3 separate regions of the Zea mays genome follow, and all the other regions are linked to region 1. Evidence: chromatin contacts called from public Hi-C data. All regions are on one chromosome and are shown on one strand. Each heading gives the region's core, a stretch centred on a gene start, on an enhancer-like site or on the middle of the called end of the contact. The rest is flanking DNA. Distances are from core to core; before and after follow the strand shown.

Region 1 (2,663 bases), core at 113-2,612:
GAAAACTTATAAGTAGGCCCTTTTAACCCATAAGTAGGTCCTTTTAACCCATGTGTATATATATATAATATCTATATATGCATATATATAATTATAAACATATATGTTGAAAGGTTCAAAAATTATATTAACTAAATTAATAAAAACTTACTTGGCACATTGGATTATCTTATAAAGTTTCTTCGAACACTCTTTAATACAGAGACATTGAGTATGTTATTAATATCGACATATACTATTTCAATCTTGATGATATGATATAACCATATATGTGGACGTAATCGTAGCTTGTCTCTTATATAACCGTAATTACTTGGCAAGAATTAGGGCACTTTGGAAATAGGAAATGACGTATACCGTATACTAGTAAAGTGTTCGTACATTGCTACGTTTTCTATTTACGATTAAGTATATAATATAAAACATAAAGACATGTGTGTTCTATTGGCTAAGTGAGTGTAAATGTTGGTTTAAAGCCAACAATTATGGTTTGAATCCTTATTGTACATAATGTTAGCATTTTTCATTTAAATATAGAATGCACAATGACAGTGGAAATCATGGAACTAGAAAAATGGTGTTTAAATATAGTAGAGACGTGAACGTGATCATAGCTTGGCTTAGATATTTTGATCGATCAACTAACAAAGCGAATGTTGTTTGTTTAGTCTGATTTAATCACCAAACACTGTACTTAAATATATACTTAGTGGGGGGCCCAACATTTTGGGGGCCCTGGGCGGCCGCCCGGCTCGACCACCCCCAGGTCCGGCCCTGCTTAGGGTGTGTTTGGTTGGACGTACAAGAAGGGATAAAAGAGGACGACCATATTTTCTAGTGTTTGGATGCGAGTTACGCAAGAGCAAGGTAAACACGGGAACAATTTTTGATGGCGGCGTGATTAAAAAATAAAGGGGACAATGTCACCCCGCCTCATTTTAGTTTGATCTCGAACAAACGCATCCTTATTACCTGTGTGCATCGCGTGATGCATAACGCCGTTGGGTCGGTCTAAATTATGAATCACATCTATAATACCTACATTCGCAATGTAGGATTTTTCTCCTGCTGGTTTTCACATAAATAATAAACCGTTTGTTTGGTCACTGCCTCACTGCAATTTCGTTGTCATAACTCAAACAGAGGTCAGGGTCACGCGACATTGCAATGTCACGGACAAAATAATGACGTCTTTTCCGTGGAACAGTGGTCCGCGATGCGGCCGCTACTTCTGTCCGCGGACCCCACCGCCAGCTTCAGGGGCTACGTGCACCGAGTCCAGCTGTTCTCGTGGACGTGGCCTTCCGCTCTCCTCCCTCTTCAGCTTTTTCCACCTCTTCTGCAGTTCTTCTCGTGCGCCCTCACAGTAGACGTGCTAGGCTGCTAGCTAGGAGCAGCTCGCTGCAGTGCTTGCTGCCACTCTTCTGTCTCCTCTTGCTGCTTCTCGCTCGCTCGTCTTTAAAGCTGTCGCCTTTTGCCGCTCTCGGCGACTCGGCTCCTGCCTCCTGCCTCCCCTCCTCCTAGTCGGCTCCTCCTGAACCCGCTGGGTTCCTCGTCTGTCGTCTCCTTCTGTTTCGACATTATCCGGCAACCGGGCGGGCTAGCCAGCACTGCTGGTTCTGGGAGGCGTCGCTGGGCGGGTGCGCGCGTGTTTTGCAGTCGATGGCCGAGGCTCCGTGCACCGTCGCGGGGGGCGGTTTGCGCGGACGCGGTGGTACGCTGTGATGCCGGTCAGCAGCTGGCGACGGTGCCCGTGCGTCTCTTGGCTGCTGGTGCGCGCGCGCGGAAAGCTGAACAGGTGAACGCGTCATTCCTCAGAGCCCCCGTTTCGCGTACCTCTGCGGCGAGCCATTGCGTGTTCTTGCGATTTTTTTGGGATTTCTTTCGACTCTGTCAAGCGATCTTCTGGTTGAGCTTTTATCTGCTTTTGCGTGGGAAGTGTGTGTGTGGGATAAAAATTGCGGATTTGAACTGCCGCTCATCTTGCGCGTTGGATTTTGTGGCCTGCAATCTCGTCTTGCGTTGCGGAATCGTGCGGTTCCAGCGTCGTTTTCCCGATCCCCTGTCCCCGACGCGGCTAATCGGCCGCATTTGCGTGTTCTGCTTCTGCAGTGGCCGCCCCTTTTCTCTCCTCGGTTTCAAGCCAAAAGCTGACTCCTTTGCGTGCTTTTCTACGTTTCTTTGCCTGATGGATAGAGACGGCACTTCGTTTTTTCAGGTTATTAAATCTTTGCTAACACCGATTTCGTTGGAATCTCGCAGGTTTTGATCGGTGTGTGAGAAGGTGGAATTGCAGGTAGCGACGGCGTGAGAAGGGTCCGTTTGAGTGTTTGACAAAGGGGAAGTGGTGGTCGGAGGCGGAGAGGACGGGTGCGTGGTGGAGTTTTGCTTTCGGTGCTGGTCGGTGGCCGTGCAACGATGGCAGCAGCCGTAGCGATGCGGAGCGGGAGCAGCGATGGCGGCGGCGGGTACGAGAAGAGCGGGATGGACACGGGCAAGTACGTGCGGTACACGCCGGAGCAGGTGGAGGCGCTGGAGCGGGTGTACGCCGAGTGCCCCAAGCCCAGCTCCGCGCGCAGGCAGCAGCTGCTACGCGAGTGCCCCATCCTCTCAAACATCGAGGCCAAGCAGATTAAAGTCTGGTTCCAGAACCGGAGGTGAGC
Region 2 (2,663 bases), core at 84-2,583, 360 kb before region 1:
ATAAGCTTTGTGTGCAGCGACTGAAACTCCTACATGTGTAAGACTGATCAGTAAGGTCTCACTGGGCTCTGGCTCGGTGGCGCTTACAACTTTGTTATTTTGCCATATGATGATTGTGCCAAACCATTATTCTTGATACTACCTGCATTGATGTGAAATCCATAATTTTTACTCTCTCCGTCCTAAAATATGATTTATTTTAGCTCTTGATGTTTATGTCTATACTCAAATAGATGATGATGAATGTAGAAATATATAAAATATATAAATCAAGCATTATGGAGCTATTAGTTGTATTATGAATCTATTAATTGTATTACGAATCTATTAATTATTTAAAACGAATTTTAATTGGCGACGGAGGGAGAACTTTTCGAATTTTTGATTGAGGGTGTCGGATGGAGACATATTGGAGGGGATGTAGGTTCGGCTTGCGTGTTGGAAACATTTGCTGTCCTTGCTGTTAGGCTGCCAAACGGGCATGTCCTCGTTTGTGAGGAAATAATGGTGGTCAGCCTATCAATCCGGCGAAGAATTCTGCATGATTCCAAAATGTTTGGTACTGGTTCCAGTGTCCGGCTGACCAATTGCGCTGTTACATTTCATTTTACGAGACTCGGCAGCAGGTTCAAAATCGTTTTTCTTATACAGCTACTAGTATATCTTTAGCCTAGGCCCAAGGGTGGTGGTCAGTCCTCAGCTGATGCTCGCTGGTCCACTGAAGCCTGATAGTGATAGCTGGTTGTGTGCGGTGTGCCCCCTTCGGATCACCAATCGTGTTTCTGTTCCAGTTCAACCGTGCAGAAAATTCAGTATCAGTCGTTTTCATCCAGCGATGTTACTGCGAGGTACGAACAGAAGGAGAAGTCCTTCATTCCCTTTCCATTTGACGGGATCGCTGGAACGGACCCCGCCGTGTTCGTGCATCGCGCTTGTCAGGATGCTATTGGTGGGCCGGGCTGCAGTGCAAGGTTGGATAGCAGCGTACGCGTCCCTAATTAAAACAGCAGCTGGGGCCTTTGGGGTGAGGCAGCCGAGGTGTCCAAGTGCAAGTGATACGAGTACGATACGTATAATCATTATCATTATCAAGTAGGGGTTACATATATCGGACGATAAATGTACGTATCCCGGGAATACACAAACACACACAGTCCAGGTAGGGCCCATGTATCAGAGAGTAGGACTAGGGACTTGTGTACACTGGTCTGGATGGAATCATACCGTGGCCCTCGTGGCCTCGTGGGTGGGACACCACACGTCCTACACTGCGAGCGCGAGGCAAGAGGAGGGGGAGAAGGCGACGCGGCGCGATCATGCGAGCGACGGCGGGCGTTTGAGCTGTTCGCCACCTACCCCTCCCTCCTTCCTTTCATTTTTCTGGAAGACTTCTTCGGCCTCACGCATCTCCTCCTCCAATCCAATTCACAAACACACACGGGCAATCAATTAGCAGAACCCGCGCCACCCCCCTTCCTCGGAGTCGGAGCGAGTCGAGGAACGGCTCGTCTGCCTCTCCCGTTCTCCTTCCTCTCCTCCCCAGAAGATCCGATCCATCATCGAGGACTCGCCGGGAAGAATCAAGGATATATAGATAATATACAAACAAAGGTTCCTCCAGAGCCCAGAGGTGCGTACGATTCCCCCCCACCCCCGATCGCTCGCTGGCTTACCTCTATCTGTTGTTCGTCCCATTCATTCGTCGTCGATGCGATACGTTTGGCCGCTTGTCTACTTTGATTGATCGTTGAGAACCGGGATCCTTTTTTTTTCCTTCTCGGGGGGTAAACAGGATCAGGAAATTCAGGATTCCGTTGGTGCGTGCGTGCGTGTGTTCGAGTCGTTGTGCACACACACACACACCAGGAAAATCTCCGCAGGCCGCAACATCTTGTCCGCCCCCATTTCACCTTCGTCTCCAAACTGGAGACGGGCCGCCGCCGTACGTCCGTCGCCTTCAGTTTTACGGGCTCTTGTTTCCGACGATCGACGCGCAGGAGCTCGGGCCCCCGCCCGTTTTTCGAGAACACGTTGCCAATTTTAGAGAAGGCGCGTGCGCATTCTTGTGCGTCGCATGTTTTCCGGAGCGTGCGCATCCGTGTGTTGCGTGCTGGAGACTGGAGAGCAAGTGGTGTTAAGGAGTAGTACAGAATTAGCAACGCGGAGGAGTTGGTGGCCGAAATGGCTCCTCACGTATGAACTAGGTCAGGCTGATATACTATTAGTTACAGAATAATCTTAATCTTGGTTAGAAGTTAGAACCCACCTTAGACAGACAGGGGTGGCTTTCTGAATAGACAGGCATGCAATAGATGTTGCCAAGCTGGTAGTCGTAAGCGTCACTGTTGCCAAGCTGGTAGTCAAACCAACCGAAGGGACTCAGCACAAGCACTGCCTAGTGCATAATCCGACGTGGCAGCGCTGCACTGGCCTGACTGAGGAGGAGCCCCTTTGTTCGCCTCTGTGCGTCTGCGCAAATTCCTCACCACGTCATCGCGTGCGTGGCGCCGGTGTTTGGTTTAGGTAATCTAGTAATAAAAGGGATTGAAATGGATTGATATGTATTGTGATAGTTTTTTGATTTATTAGGAATTTATACACTCTCCAATCCCTCCAAACCATTTCAATACTAAAGTAACCAAAGTTTAGTTTGTGACTTCGTG
Region 3 (2,663 bases), core at 62-2,561, 330 kb after region 1:
TCGCCGTGGAAGGAAACTTGTCGCCCAGAGATCTCCCACCTTCAAATGACGGAAGGATGGAAGGAGGGTGGAGGATGGAAGGAGCGGCTGCGGCGCGGCTACGGGATGCGCGGGCGTATGCGGCGCGGCTGCGGGATGCGCGTCTGGGGCATATGCGGGGCGGCTGCAGGATGCGGTGGGCGGCAGATCGTGCGCCAAGAGGTGTTGGACGCCTACACTACTAACATAATTAGTAGTAGAGATATGTCGTTGTAACGCACGGGTGTGTAACTAGGGATGGCAATTTTACCCGCGGGTTCGGATATCCGATGGATATCCGACCCATCGGGTTCGGATTCGGGTACGTAATTTGACCCGCGGGTCTTATCCGTATCCGACCCGTGATAAAATCGGGTCGGGTACGGGTTTTATCTCTTGCCCGCGGGTACCCGGTGGATATCCGAAATTTGTGATACAACTTTTTAGCCCACCAAAAAAATCAGCCCAATGACCTATCTCATTAGCCCACGGCGACACTGAGTGCTGGGCTGTTGTCCCTTGGCGCAGGTACTGGCCTAGTTCATCCGCAATTGTGAGTAGTGAGCAGTGAGGAGAGCTCTGAAATGGCCCATAAGTGTAGCATGCACAAGAAGCACTGTTGCTGCTGCATAATAGCAGTTAATACAGTTATTGATACATAGGCACCACCGCACCACTTGACTCACCACGTACTAAATTCATGAGGAACTAAATTTTAATCATGAATTCATGTTTAACGACAAACTTCTTAGGAAACATGTGCATGCGATTATTTTGATAATTATTTTTTTATCAGTTATGATAAGTGTTAGCAAATCTTTTTATATCCGACGGGTACCCGATACCCGCCCGATACCCGATGGGTATGAGCACGGGCATAAAATTTTACCCGCGGGTATAGTTACGGGCGGGCATGAGTAATCTCCGCGGGTATGATCGCGGGTGAGTATTTTTCCTACCAGATCCGAACCCGACCCATTGCCATCCGCCCATCCCTATGTGTAACTAGTGCATATAAGAAGCCTGACAATGACGATGATCGCTCGACAGACAGAGCGAGCTTAACCCTTTCGTCTCGTGTGCTTGCGCCCTTGCGCTGATTTCCTAACGTGCAACACTGACTCCATGGGCTGATTGTCCTTTTTTCCCCCTTCTTTTAACCTCACGGGCCGATTTCTGTATCGGTTTGCCTATGCTTGCTTCGTCCCACATCGGCATTTGGATATTTGTCCGGGAAAAGAAACGGACCCCGGCCCGGTCCGGCCCAACCAACCCAAAGCTCCGGTCTCCCTCACGCTGGCGGAGTGGGGCCAGGTGCGGCAGCTGATCATTTCGTGCGCAGTGGACCTTCTGGGTAGGGTCTCTCACCGGGGCGGCCATCGCCAATTCGCCACGCTCGGCCACGAGCACTTCCATGCGGGCATGCGCTCTCGAGGCGCTGGGCTCTTTTGGAGGCTGGATAGCGAAAGGTCGGAGTTCTTGGATCTTGCGGCGATTACCAGTAATGCCTAGAGCCAAGACCAAGAGCATCCATCCGTTCGGAGACAACGTGCTCCGATAAAGCACAATGATCACCTCCTGTCCACCTTAAAAGTTGCAGTTCACAGCCTTTCCCCCATCTTGGATCGTGTTCTACGCTAATGCACCATTACTTCAGACTCTTGGAAGTCAAGACTTGGAGGTGACAAGCACAAATGGCAGTCCTAGTAGGAGGATGGCTAAGGTGGTGCGCGTTTTAGATGCCAATTAGAAGGACTAAACATGCTCTAGCTATAAGTCTAATTGCATGGCTAATTTACGAGGAGAATCTATTAAGCCTAATTAATTAATTGGTAGCACATTTTTTTAGCAAAATATAGGCTAATCATGGATTAGTTAGATTTAATAGATTCATATCGCGAATTAGCCATGGCTTATGTAATTAGTTTTGTAACTAGCACATGTTTAGTCATCCTAACTGTCATCCAAAATCCGGAGTAACTAAACTTTAGTCTGGGGATCCAAATACCCTGTAAGATGGTTTCCACAACATTAATCAAAAGCACCAAGTAAATAAAATTTATTATGCAGCATTGAAGCTAAGGAGGCGAAAGAGAAAAAATAGTTTGTCTTTTAACTTTTGTGGCGAATGTTTTGCCGCTCCTACAACTAGGGGTGATAGTGAATCATGATTGAAATATTTCTTCAATATCCATTTGAGTTGTTAGAAGATTCATTTTGGTTCTTAATTAATTTTAGTTCAAAAATAAATAGAAATAGAGTATGATCTTAATGATATGATCCTTAAATTCTATTTTTGTAGTGTAAAATTTAGAGTCTACTGGCTATATCTCTTTTAATGGATACTTGATCGTCATTGGTCTTTTCTCTGGGTGGATGCTTTGCAACCAAGATCGTGTTCCTGTCATCATGTGGCGGATGCTTTGATCTCCATGGGTTGTGCAGACTGCAGAGCTGCCCTCTGGTTGATATTTTGCTACAGTTATTAGTGGATGACCGTGTTATCTCCTTGGATGGATGTTTTGCCACCACCGGGTTGATTTCTTCATAAGAACGCTATTGGGTGTCATAGCCGATGGTTCCCCTGCTCTGTCTCGCCGTTTCTGTTTTTCTTGGTATCTTATGATAATCCTTGGATTACCTCG

Evidence for each region. A called contact is a pair of places that touch in the nucleus more often than the background predicts.
Region 2: a contact with region 1 is called in a Hi-C map of ear, with 2.6 times the contacts expected there. The contact joins the promoter of LOC100216974 here to the promoter of LOC100192627 in region 1. A contact is called at or near these places in 6 of 25 Hi-C or Micro-C datasets (ear, leaf, leaf mesophyll and 1 more).
Region 3: a Hi-C map of leaf shows a contact between it and region 1, with 5 times the contacts expected there. The contact joins the enhancer-like site here to the promoter of LOC100192627 in region 1. A contact is called at or near these places in 9 of 25 Hi-C or Micro-C datasets (bundle sheath, ear, endosperm and 4 more).

What each region holds. Positions count from the first base shown.
Region 1 is chr1:236,197,368-236,200,030 of Zm-B73-REFERENCE-NAM-5.0, reverse strand. LOC100192627 reads left to right here and starts at 1,362. Exons shown (of 19, transcript NM_001329573.1): 1 at 1,362-1,798; 2 at 2,263-2,657. The coding sequence starts at 2,419.
Region 2 is chr1:236,554,704-236,557,366 of Zm-B73-REFERENCE-NAM-5.0, reverse strand. It overlaps LOC100216974, which reads left to right and starts at 1,333. Exons shown (of 8, transcript NM_001317379.1): 1 at 1,333-1,630. LOC100286228 (mitochondrial import inner membrane translocase subunit TIM16) reads left to right here. Exons shown (of 4, transcript NM_001159116.2): 4 at 1-135.
Region 3 is chr1:235,871,794-235,874,456 of Zm-B73-REFERENCE-NAM-5.0, reverse strand. No RefSeq gene overlaps it. Among protein-coding and RNA genes, the nearest start is that of LOC100275748, 8.6 kb to the right of the region's middle. Within about 2 kb of position 1,311, at least 18 of the 20 cell types and tissues checked have an H3K27ac peak or open chromatin away from gene starts, as enhancers often do. A contact at or near this core is called in bundle sheath, ear, endosperm and 4 more, where this site is marked.